Linked DNA regions of Canis lupus: region 2 is linked to region 1. The links are chromatin contacts, called in public Hi-C maps. All regions are on one chromosome and are shown on one strand. The core of a region is the stretch at or near the end of the contact, and the rest is flanking DNA. Distances in the headings are between cores, read along the strand shown. Region 1 overlaps VGLL4 (transcription cofactor vestigial-like protein 4). Region 2 overlaps VGLL4 (transcription cofactor vestigial-like protein 4).

The links. Hi-C and Micro-C count contacts between places; a contact is called where the count stands out from the background.
Region 2: a contact with region 1 is called in a Hi-C map of skin fibroblasts, with 2.2 times the contacts expected there. The contact joins two enhancer-like sites. A contact is called at or near these places in 2 of 9 Hi-C or Micro-C datasets (blood and skin fibroblasts).

Annotation. Positions count from the first base shown.
Region 1 is chr20:6,906,161-6,911,155 of UU_Cfam_GSD_1.0, forward strand. All of the region lies in intron 2 of VGLL4 (transcription cofactor vestigial-like protein 4), which reads left to right. Among named protein-coding and RNA genes, the nearest start is that of VGLL4, 83 kb to the left of the region's middle. Within about 2 kb of position 2,306, at least 4 of the 20 cell types and tissues checked have an H3K27ac peak or open chromatin away from gene starts, as enhancers often do.
Region 2 is chr20:6,967,772-6,972,766 of UU_Cfam_GSD_1.0, forward strand. All of the region lies in intron 3 of VGLL4 (transcription cofactor vestigial-like protein 4), which reads left to right. Among named protein-coding and RNA genes, the nearest start is that of VGLL4, 150 kb to the left of the region's middle. Within about 2 kb of position 2,195, at least 2 of the 20 cell types and tissues checked have an H3K27ac peak or open chromatin away from gene starts, as enhancers often do.

The DNA of each region.
Region 1 (4,995 bases), core at 1,056-3,555:
AAACATTGAGGAAACTTGTATTTTTCATGTAAAATTTCAGGCCTGTTACCTAGTCAGTTGAAAACTTACCCTTTCCCCTTCAAGGAACATAAAATCTCATTCATACTGTTTTTTATTTCACTCAGGATAAGGATCTCATACTTAAAATTTTTTCTAAAAAGTTATACGTATTTAAACTCCTGCTTGTTCCACTAATGAGAATTTTGGTGTTTGCTTTCTTTGAATCTGCTGTTTTTAACTATCGTGTTACTTCTGAAATCACTCATTTTAAAAAAGGCAGACTTCTTCAGGGTGGTGGAAGTAGCGAGTGACTGGGCTCATTTCTTGTGAAATTAATATACTGCAGTTTTTAAAAACATCTTTTTTTTCAGTGATCAAGAAATCACAAAGTCTTAAGGCAATATCTGGTGGCTTGTCTTTGTCATTGTGTAATATGATATTCTCAAACCAAACCAAAACAAAATAAAACATAACGATCCGCTTAAGAGAGGGATAGAGGGATTGCTAGGAAATTGATACCACATTACTTTTTTATGTCTTTAGTTGGGGGTGGTGAGGAAAGGCTTACGGAAAGCTCCACCAGGTTGATTTGTTGTTCTGTAGTCTGTAATATACTTGAGAGTAGTCTGCTTGAAGCTTCCCTCTTTTGGGGGGAGGAAGAAACTTTGATTTTGAAAGTTGAGTAGATATGTAGGATGATTTGCTATAGTTTGTTTGGTTTAAACATCTGCTGCTATTTTCCTTACTACGAAAGTTAACGTTATATTAACACCAAAATAAATACACAGGAAATGAAGAAAAGCACAGCAAAACTTGAGTGGTGTTTTTAGTGGGTTGTTTATGTACTGGTGGTTTTCTTAGTATAAACACTGCACACATCTGCTCTGAACTCAAAAGGGTGTTTTGAGGATGGGCATAAATCTCAGATGGGAATTTTTTTTTTTTTTGGTAAGAAAAGTTGGAACCATTGCTATTTCTTTAAATCCAGTACTTTGGAAATATTCATATTAAACATAGCAGCTCACCAGCATTCCAGGGAAGTTATTTGGAAAATGGAATGTACAGTTGGTGTAGGCAGCATTTGATTTCATTTACGGCACAGGCAGGTTTTACATCTCTTAAGAATAAGGGGCAATTTAATTTTCTGAGGTTTTAGTTTTAAAAATTAAGATGCGGATGGTTATTCTTATTCTCTAGGTTATACCAAATTCCTTAGTTGTATTGTACACTGCCGTACTCTGCAAATTAAACCATGTGTCTGCACTGTCATTTCTTCAGCTTCTGTGGCAACATATACACAAATAGATCATTTTTAGCCAATTATTTTGTAGCATGCAGGGCCTTCCTAAAGTCCTACAGTTAGATGACTCTAAATGGCTCAAATATGGACACTGCTTGGTGACTGCTGTCTGGCACCTGACTTTCACCATAGTAGCCTGGAAGCATAATTGAAGAAGAAAATAAAGGAAAAAATTAACTTCAGATAGGTTTGGGGTGAGACCCATTGGATAGGAGAAGGAGAGGATTGGCAAAGGGCAGAAAGAATCTGGCTAATTTCTGGAAACCAATTACCTTCATTGGTAATGAACAAATTAGTAGAACTCTGCTTGTGTTAATGAGTCTGTTCAAAAACCTTATGGTTTATTACCACACTCAACAGTTTACCAGCTAATCACTCATGATCCTACTGAATGTTCAAGTTATACCCACTTGAACCCCAATTTTGCCTGTATCTCCATGAAAAGGTCATAGGCTAACCTCGGCCTTCAATTTTCCCCAGTGAATTCCTGAGAATATTCCACTAGTAGATTGGAAGCCTCATGAAGGCAGGGCATTTTTTCTTGGTCACCACTGTATCCTGGCGTCCTGACACAGTGCCTGATTTGGCTCCCAGGAAGTAGCTGACTCAAAAAAAAAAAAAAAAAAAATCCATGAAATCTCTCCAGTGGCAGCATAGTCACTATTGTATAATTTAGTACTTTGTTATATATATCTTGTATTCCTTATCTAATTATTGCAGAGCTGTACAGGGCCTTAGGTATATCTTAGACATTTGACTTTTTTTTTGGCCAGGGAAACTGAGGCCCAGAGAGTTAAATTGTTCAAGTTTATTCAGAAAGTTTGTAGCAGAAATGAGTTGTTGTGAGGGCTCAGTGGTTTCGATTAGTCTCTGCTTTTTCTGTAGCATTACTGCCTCTCCACAATCATTTTATGTCTTGTCTCCTTAATTATTAGCTCCTTGATGATAGGGACCGGCTCTGTAGTGCAGACCCTCCCAGCTCCCAGCTCCCAGCATGGGGATGACATCTTAGATTACGAGTGCATGGTGAGCCTGTCCTGGAGTCCTCATTGCTTTGAAGCCAGTTGCTGGCCTAGGTTCCCAGGCTGTTGTGATGTCACGAAAGAGAGTAATGAGAACTGTAGGTGACCAGCCTTGTTGGAATTCGTTCTCCCTGCTGCTCTGGCACTTAGAGATTTTCTTTACTTTTTTTCTGATTGTGCAGAGGAGGAGGCCCTGGGTAATGCCAGTTCACAAAGAGTGTTTTCCCAAGGGAGTAGAGAACTGGTTAGACCATTGATTTTTCTCAAGATGGCTGATGGTTATATTTACATAATTACGTGGTGCTGAAAACATAGGTCCTAATAAATGTGCTCATGGTTGGCTATGGCTTTAAGCTGCTGTTAGTGATACTTTAATTATGGGTTAAGAGCCATTAGTGTGTAATTTGGTAGAAGAATTCTCCCCTTTTAATTTAATAGTGCGATTTATATTGGGAGAAAGTAAGAATAAATTGCATATTGTGATCATCTGAAAGCTTAAGAGTGGAGTATTCTAAGTTCCTCACATTTTGAGCTCTTCATTGTTTTAGAACATAATTATCACTTATTTCATCACAGGCTACACTTAAATTAATTTTCTGGAATTGAAAGGAAAATGCACACGAGTTGTTGAGTGAGACTGTGCCAGAGATAGGAGCAAGGTTGGGTGACGGATTTCTTTTGTTTTCTGCCAGTCTAACTAGCAGCAGTTTAGCATTCTTTGTCTAATGAGTTCAGAGGCATCAGGAAACTTAGAGTACTGGGTACTGTTAAGGTGAAAAGGCCACAGAGCAGAGCCATTTGAGACCGCCTATGTTCCCCAGCCCTGCATATCAAGTGACCAGCTCTTGATCCAGGGATGTATTCTGAAGTAGAACATCTGCAACTGTTTTGCTGTGGAAATTCATTTTACTTCAGCATTTTATTTGCAGGAGAGGGTCCAGAGTGAGGAGAGGGAGAGGGACAGAAGAGAGGTAAAGGGGAGGGGAGAGGGGAAGAGAGGGATGGGGACGGAGAGGCAGGGAGGGGAGGGGGGAGCCCAGAGAGGGGGAGAGGGGAAGGGGGGAGGAGGCGGCCGAGAGGAGCCTGATGAGTAAAACATGCCCAGGTGAGCCCAAGAGATCTCCTGCAAGAGATCTGGCCAGTTTGTATTTCTTCTAATTACAGTTTGTGAAGGGAAGGTGTGATTATATCCTCCTTCCTTCCAGCTCCCCACCCTTGTTTCTCTCCTGTCCTCTGGAAGGATTATTTTACTTGGCTGTTTATCTCTTGGAGCCTACACATGGCTTTGTTTTGGAAGGCAGATTTCTCTTCCTTCCTTCCTCCTTCCCTTCCCTATTGTCTGCATGGCCTTCTATTCCTAGGGTGTTGCGATTTGTTGCTGTAAGGATTTTTTTAAACACACCATAAGATACAAAAAAAAAAAAAAAAAAAAAAAAAAAAAAATCCCCCCCCCAGCATGTGAGAAGATTCAAAACCTCTCAATATAGCCTCTCAATATAGCCTTGTTCTGCTCAATTGTTGCAGAAAACTTGGTTTTGTCTGAAGAAATTAGATCCAGACTTAGCACGTCTGCATGTATACAGATATATAAAACTAGTCTTACCAGGGATTGTTTCTGGTTATATCTGTTTTATCTCCGTATCTGAACATTTATTCAATGACTGTTCATGTAAATGGCATTTCTGTTTTGCATATTGAGCTCATTGGAAGTATTCTCTAGCCTTGCTGATCAACATCAGTTTGTCCTACAGACTAGTCCCTCTCCCTCATGGTTTTTTTTTTTTTTAAGATTTTATTTTTAAGTAAACTCTACACTCAGGGTGGGGCTCAAACCTAAAATCTGGAGATCAAGAGTTGCACGCTCCACTGACTGAACCAGCCAGACGCCCAATCCCTCTTATTTCTTAATGAACTCCTATCAACCACCCCACCCCCACCCCCCAGCCTGAAAAATGATTTTATTTTCTCCATTTGGTCTCTTTTTGCTTTCCAGAATGTTACATGTTCTGCTAAGTTCTAAGGAATCATTTCCATCCATTTGCTTTGTTATCTTGCCTTCTTTTCTGCACTTTCCCCTCCTTTTTTAAAAGAATGGTATAGATTGGTACATTATTGGGGTATTACAGAATATGTTTAAATCCTAACAATGTGAATTACTACTAGTTGAAAGAATGCATATTTACCCTCAATAAAGTAGATAATTTATTCTTCAAGTTATCTTTAATTTGTTGCTAATTTATATGATCTTTCTGAACTCTTACTATTTTGTTTACAAAGAAGTCTGTAAGGTGCATCTGGGTGGCTTAGTCAGTTAACCATTTGCCTTTGGCTGAGGTCATGGTCCCAGGGTCCTGGGATCGAGCCCCATGTCAAGCTCCCTGCTCTGTGGGGAGTCCACTTCTCCCTCTACCTCTGTCCTTCCCCTCTACTATGTTCCTCTCTCTCTCTCATAAATAAATAAACAAACAAACAAAAATAAATAAAATTTTAAGTTTTAAAAAAATTTTAAATTTTTAAAAAAAGAAGTCTGTAAACATAACAAACAAATATATCAGTAAATGATCACAGAAAACTCAATCCAGTCCTTTTCCCACCCAGTATCCATTCTCTTAAACGTATATAGAATGCCTGTGTTCTTCTGGAGTGTATTAAGTCTGGGGTCGTCCCTCTGTC
Region 2 (4,995 bases), core at 945-3,444, 62 kb after region 1:
CATGTGAAGATGGATGGTGGGATGATAAAGGGTCTGGGACAATTTGGAGCAGTTCTTGGGTGAAGAGAAATCTGGGCATGGCAGGGCTAACACAGCAGTTTTCTAGGAGTAGGAAGAGGAAAAAGACTTCATTGAGTTTTCCCAGAGGCTTCCCAAAGTTTTGGACCTTTGACCAAAGAATCATACTGGAAAGAAAATTTCATTTATTGTGAGGATGAACGTTTCATTGAAGCTCTTCAATCCTTGAGTGAAATGCCTGAAGAGGAAGTTAGTGCCCATCCCCAGAAGTGTTTAAGAAGTTAGCCACCCCCCTGGTTATGGAATGAATGAGTCACGGGAGTGAAAGGCAGAGCATAGGGAACATAGTGGTACTGTCATGGGGTTGTGGAATGACAGCTAATAGTTATACTTGTGGTGAGTACAGAATAATGTATAGACATATTGGGTCACCATGTTGTGTTCACCTGAAACTAACGTAACATTGTGGGTCAGCTACACTTTAAGAAAAAAATAGCAGTATGGCCATCTTAGGGATGCTGAGATTTCCCACCCACTCTCCTTTATTCACAGCCATCTTACCTTGAAGTTTTCTTCCTTTGAGTAGGACAAAAAGTCCCATCTTTCTGCTAAATGGCTCTCTAATATTTTACAATGATTTGCAGCAAATTGCAGAGTAAACTAAGAGTGAGCCTTCTGAAGAACTTGAACGGAGTTATGACAGATGGCTTGGTACCAAACCAGAAGCATGGAAGCAGAAATAACGATGGAAGGTGTTTTCAGACCACTCCTTTCAGGGTGGGAGTGGTTTGCAATGGCGGGAGTTGGCTCTCCAAGTTACCCCTGTACCAGAGCTGCTCTGGTCACCGGCTTCATGAGCTCCTCTGTCTTGTTCAGACCAGTTAGTGCTGGTTTTTCCTAAGAATTCATGTGCTTTTTGGTTGGTTCAGAAGTTAGTCACTGTGTACCAGGCACTGTATAGACACCGACTGATGGAGTCTTCTGAGCAGCATATCGTGCATGGAAGTTACTCTCCCTCATTTGTTTCATTCCAGGTGTGTCTGGAGGTCTGGAGGGACCTTTCTTCCCCCTGGATCTCAGATCAGTGGATAGCTGAGAAAGGGGATGCCTCCCTCCTCTGCCTTCCTGAGGAGGGTGTGTAAAGTAATGGTCCCACACCACTTTGCTAGCACAAGGAAGGTGTTGCCTGTGGATCTTAGACTGAGAGGTGGGGTGGGAAGCAGCAGGGAGAGCTGAGGCCCTGGGTTGACCCCAGTAGAGCCAGCATTGGCACTGGACAGTCTTGGTGGGCAGATCCCTTTGCTCCCCCTCTTTCTCCTGTCCTTGCCCCAGCTCACCCAAGCATTCCCTAAATTAGGACAGCAGAGCAAAGTGTCACCAGGTTGATGCCTCTGATTTTGTGAAGGGGAGGTAGATGGTCTTTTCTAGGCTTTTGTCCACCTCAGACACTGTAGTAGCTCAGTTATAGAAGGGAAGACATAATGTTTTCCGTCCCATCTCTGGTTCCAAGGACTCCATTTAATGCCAAAAATATGGTAGTGGTTGTAGTTTTTAAACATCATTCATTGAGAGAATACATAATGATGAAAGCTCCTACCAATATAGTAGCAGTAGGAATTTTAAATTAATTTATATTTTATTAATTTCAGCTACATCTCCATTCACTTGGAAACTCTGAGTGTACACGTGTGGGACCTGTGATCTGTCCGAAGAGTAAGCAGTGCTGGCTGTGCACATGGATCCTGGGCCCCGGCTCACACATGGAGGCCCCTTCCTTTGGTGGCAGTAGTTGCCAGCATGGGGAGGGGGATGAGCTGCCTTACAAGTCATGTTCTCAGGCTGACCTCTTTTCTCAAACTTTTCTCTTGTCTCAGCTAATGATGGGAAACATGTGCAGACAGCTCTAGTCAAAGACAACCAATGCCTTATTTACATGGGGCTGAGCTGTTTGGAAATGTGGCTTGAGTCCCCGGGCTATCTGTGAGAGCGCTGCCCTGCCTGCTGACATCTCTGGGAGTCTTGCTTTCTGTGGGTGACAGCGCTAGAAAGCTTTTCCTCTGTGCAGCAGGTCAGCTCTCTGAATGCTGGAGCGGGGGATGGGGAAGGGTGCTGTGGTGGGCCCTGTGCTCCCTCGGCCCATCCTCTCTTACTTCACGCAGTACTCTAGCATACCTAGTTGCCTAGTTTGTTGGCCCGGCGTAAGGAGTGGTAGCACCAGCAGTGGCAGGCACGCTTCTCCAGGAGTGACCCTTTAGTCACTGACCCAAGAGTGCAAACGGCCGAGCAGTCTGAAACAACTCCATCCAGGCCCGTGGAGGCCTGCTACATCACATCCGGGAGCAGTGTTTATACTGAGGAGCCTGAGTCACCAAGAAAGGGAAGAAGTTGCAGGGTGTTTCAGACAGGTTTCTGACTAAAATAGTTTAAAAAACATATTATCTCTTAAGGCTTAATGTTTTGGTTTTATCTAGGAGCTTAAGTGGCTGTGCTGGGTAAGTGCCGCAGGGTCCCTTGTGTGACCTGCATAGTAATTGTGCTCAAGGAGAGACCCACTTGCCCCCAGAGTTCCTTCCTGTCTCCCGAAGAAAGGACAGGAGTTCACAAAACGCTCATTAGGGCTGACCTGCTGGAGGAATGGAGGGAAGTCTGAGGAGTCTCAAAGGCTGGAGAGTATTTGGAGATATCGTTACACTAATTTAGTGCCTCTCACTCTTGGGAAGGCTTTGATTGGAAACCCTTGACTCAATTATAGACACAGAGTCCAAGTCAGTAACAGCGGAAATGTCACTTAGATACATATTTCCTCTTACACTATTTGTGATCTCTCCCCCCTCTCCCTGCACTAGAGAAATGTGTTATTTCTGAAGCCCCTGTAAGGCAGTTCGGCAGAAGAGAAAGGGTGGCCTGATCTGAGTTCCTACTTCACCACCTACCAGGCTTGTGACCTTGGGTGATTGGCCCACCTCTCAAATCCATTTCTCCCCATGTTCTAAGGCAATGGTGGTGGGAGCCCCAGAGGGCTTGCACAGGCATTGATGTGAGAAGGGGGACAGTACTCACAGTTGGCCCATGGCCTTGAGGGGTTGGTTATCGATGGACCCATCAATGCAGGAATGATGGAAAGATCTAGTGGGTCATTCATGCTGTCATCTGTCCAAAATGTTACCGAGCCAAAAGGTTTTGCAATGTAACTTGGCTGACAACCGTCTTCCCTCCTGTATGCGGGGGCAGGTGGGGATGCTTTTCCTGCCTTCCTGAATTGCTCTTGGAGGTGAGGTCAGGGGGCAGCTTGCTCTCCAGCTTCTCACTGGCAGCCCTGGGCTCACACACACTGTCTTAACTTGTGTTGTCATTTCTTGGTGCTGGTTAAATATTCCTCATAATGACAGGCCTGCATGGCAAAGTCCAGTGGATCTTAGGAATCTCTTTGAAAATGAAGCTTTAAGACTTCGTGCAGGGGGTGGGGGGTGGCATGTGTTAATTATAGATAAAGCAGAAAAAACCGTGATTATGGAGAATGTCTAAAGATGTATAAAGCAATGGTGTGGAAAAGCCATGGAAATTGTATTGGTTTCCCAGGAACAACCTGACAAAGTACCACAAAGTAGAGGGAGGAGTAGATTGTGTCACAGTTCTCGAGGCTAGAAGTCCAAGGTCAGGATGTCAGCAGTGTTGGTTCCTTCTTGAAAGCTGTGAGTGTGGATCTGCTCTTGCCTCTCTCCTGACTTCTGGTAGCCTCAAGCATTCCTTGGCTTGTAGATGGCATTCTCCCTACGTCTTCACATTGTTTCTCCTCTGTGTGTGTGTCACTTTGTTCAGATTTCCCGCTTTTCTATAAGGACACCAGTCATATTGACCTCATCTTACCTTGATTATCTACAAAGACTCTTTCCAAATGAGATCACATTTACAGGTCCTGGGGGTTAGGGCTTCACCATCTTTTGGGGGAAACACAATTCAACCCAAAACAAATTCAAAGCAATCTATACTAGAAAGTAGGATGAAAAAAAAAAAAAAAAAAAGAAAGTAGGATGACCGATAGATATATGAAAATATGCTCAACTGCACTGGTAACTGGAGAAATGCAAGTGAAAACATCAAGGAGGAATGACTGTGTACCACAAGAATGGTAGAAATCCACGGGCCGCTGAAGCTGGACAGCATAGAGGCCGCACATCGGCCGAGGTGGTGACACATTGCTAGCAGAGGCGGTGCAGAGTGGACAGCTACGTCATAAAGGGTTCTGGCAACATCTGTTGACGTCTAGAAGGTGGTGAGCTCTGCAACCCAGTGGTGTACTTCTAAATATCTTCCTGGGAGACACCCAGAAACCCTTGCACCCAGGGACAGAGATCTGCAAGGATGGAAGCACCACGGGGTTATTTATAATAAGGACAAGGCAGAGATGGTCCAGATGCCTGTCAGTAGAAGAATGGATAAATACATCATGGTGTATTCATACGAAGTAATCCCATGCAGCAGGGAAATAATCTAGGTCAGGACGTGAGTAGAGCCCCAAAACCACGTGAGGGAGGAGAGCATGATTTGAAGTCAGAACATACAGTCTGATACCATGATGTCAATTTGAAACGTGCTTCATAGTATTTACAGATAGACTAGGTGGCGAGAGTTCATAAGCACAAATGGGAAGACTCCCCAAATACAGGGCAGCGGTGCATCTAGGGATGAAGAGGGGGAATGAGTTGGCGGGGGCGGGGGGGCGCATGAAGGAAGGGCTCCAGCTGTGTCTGCCATGTTCTGCTGCATTGGTTACTGCCAGAATTTCCCATAAGAGGAAAGAGAAGGTCTAAAGCGAATTCCATATGTGATTTCATTTGTCCATCCTGGGCGGTGGGTACATAGGTCTTTGTCATCTTCCCCCCTGCTCTGCCCCTCTCCTGAGAGGAAAAGCTGCAAGGAAAAGGCTTTGGAGCCAGTCACATAAAAATTAAAATCCTTGTACTGTACTGGTTTTGC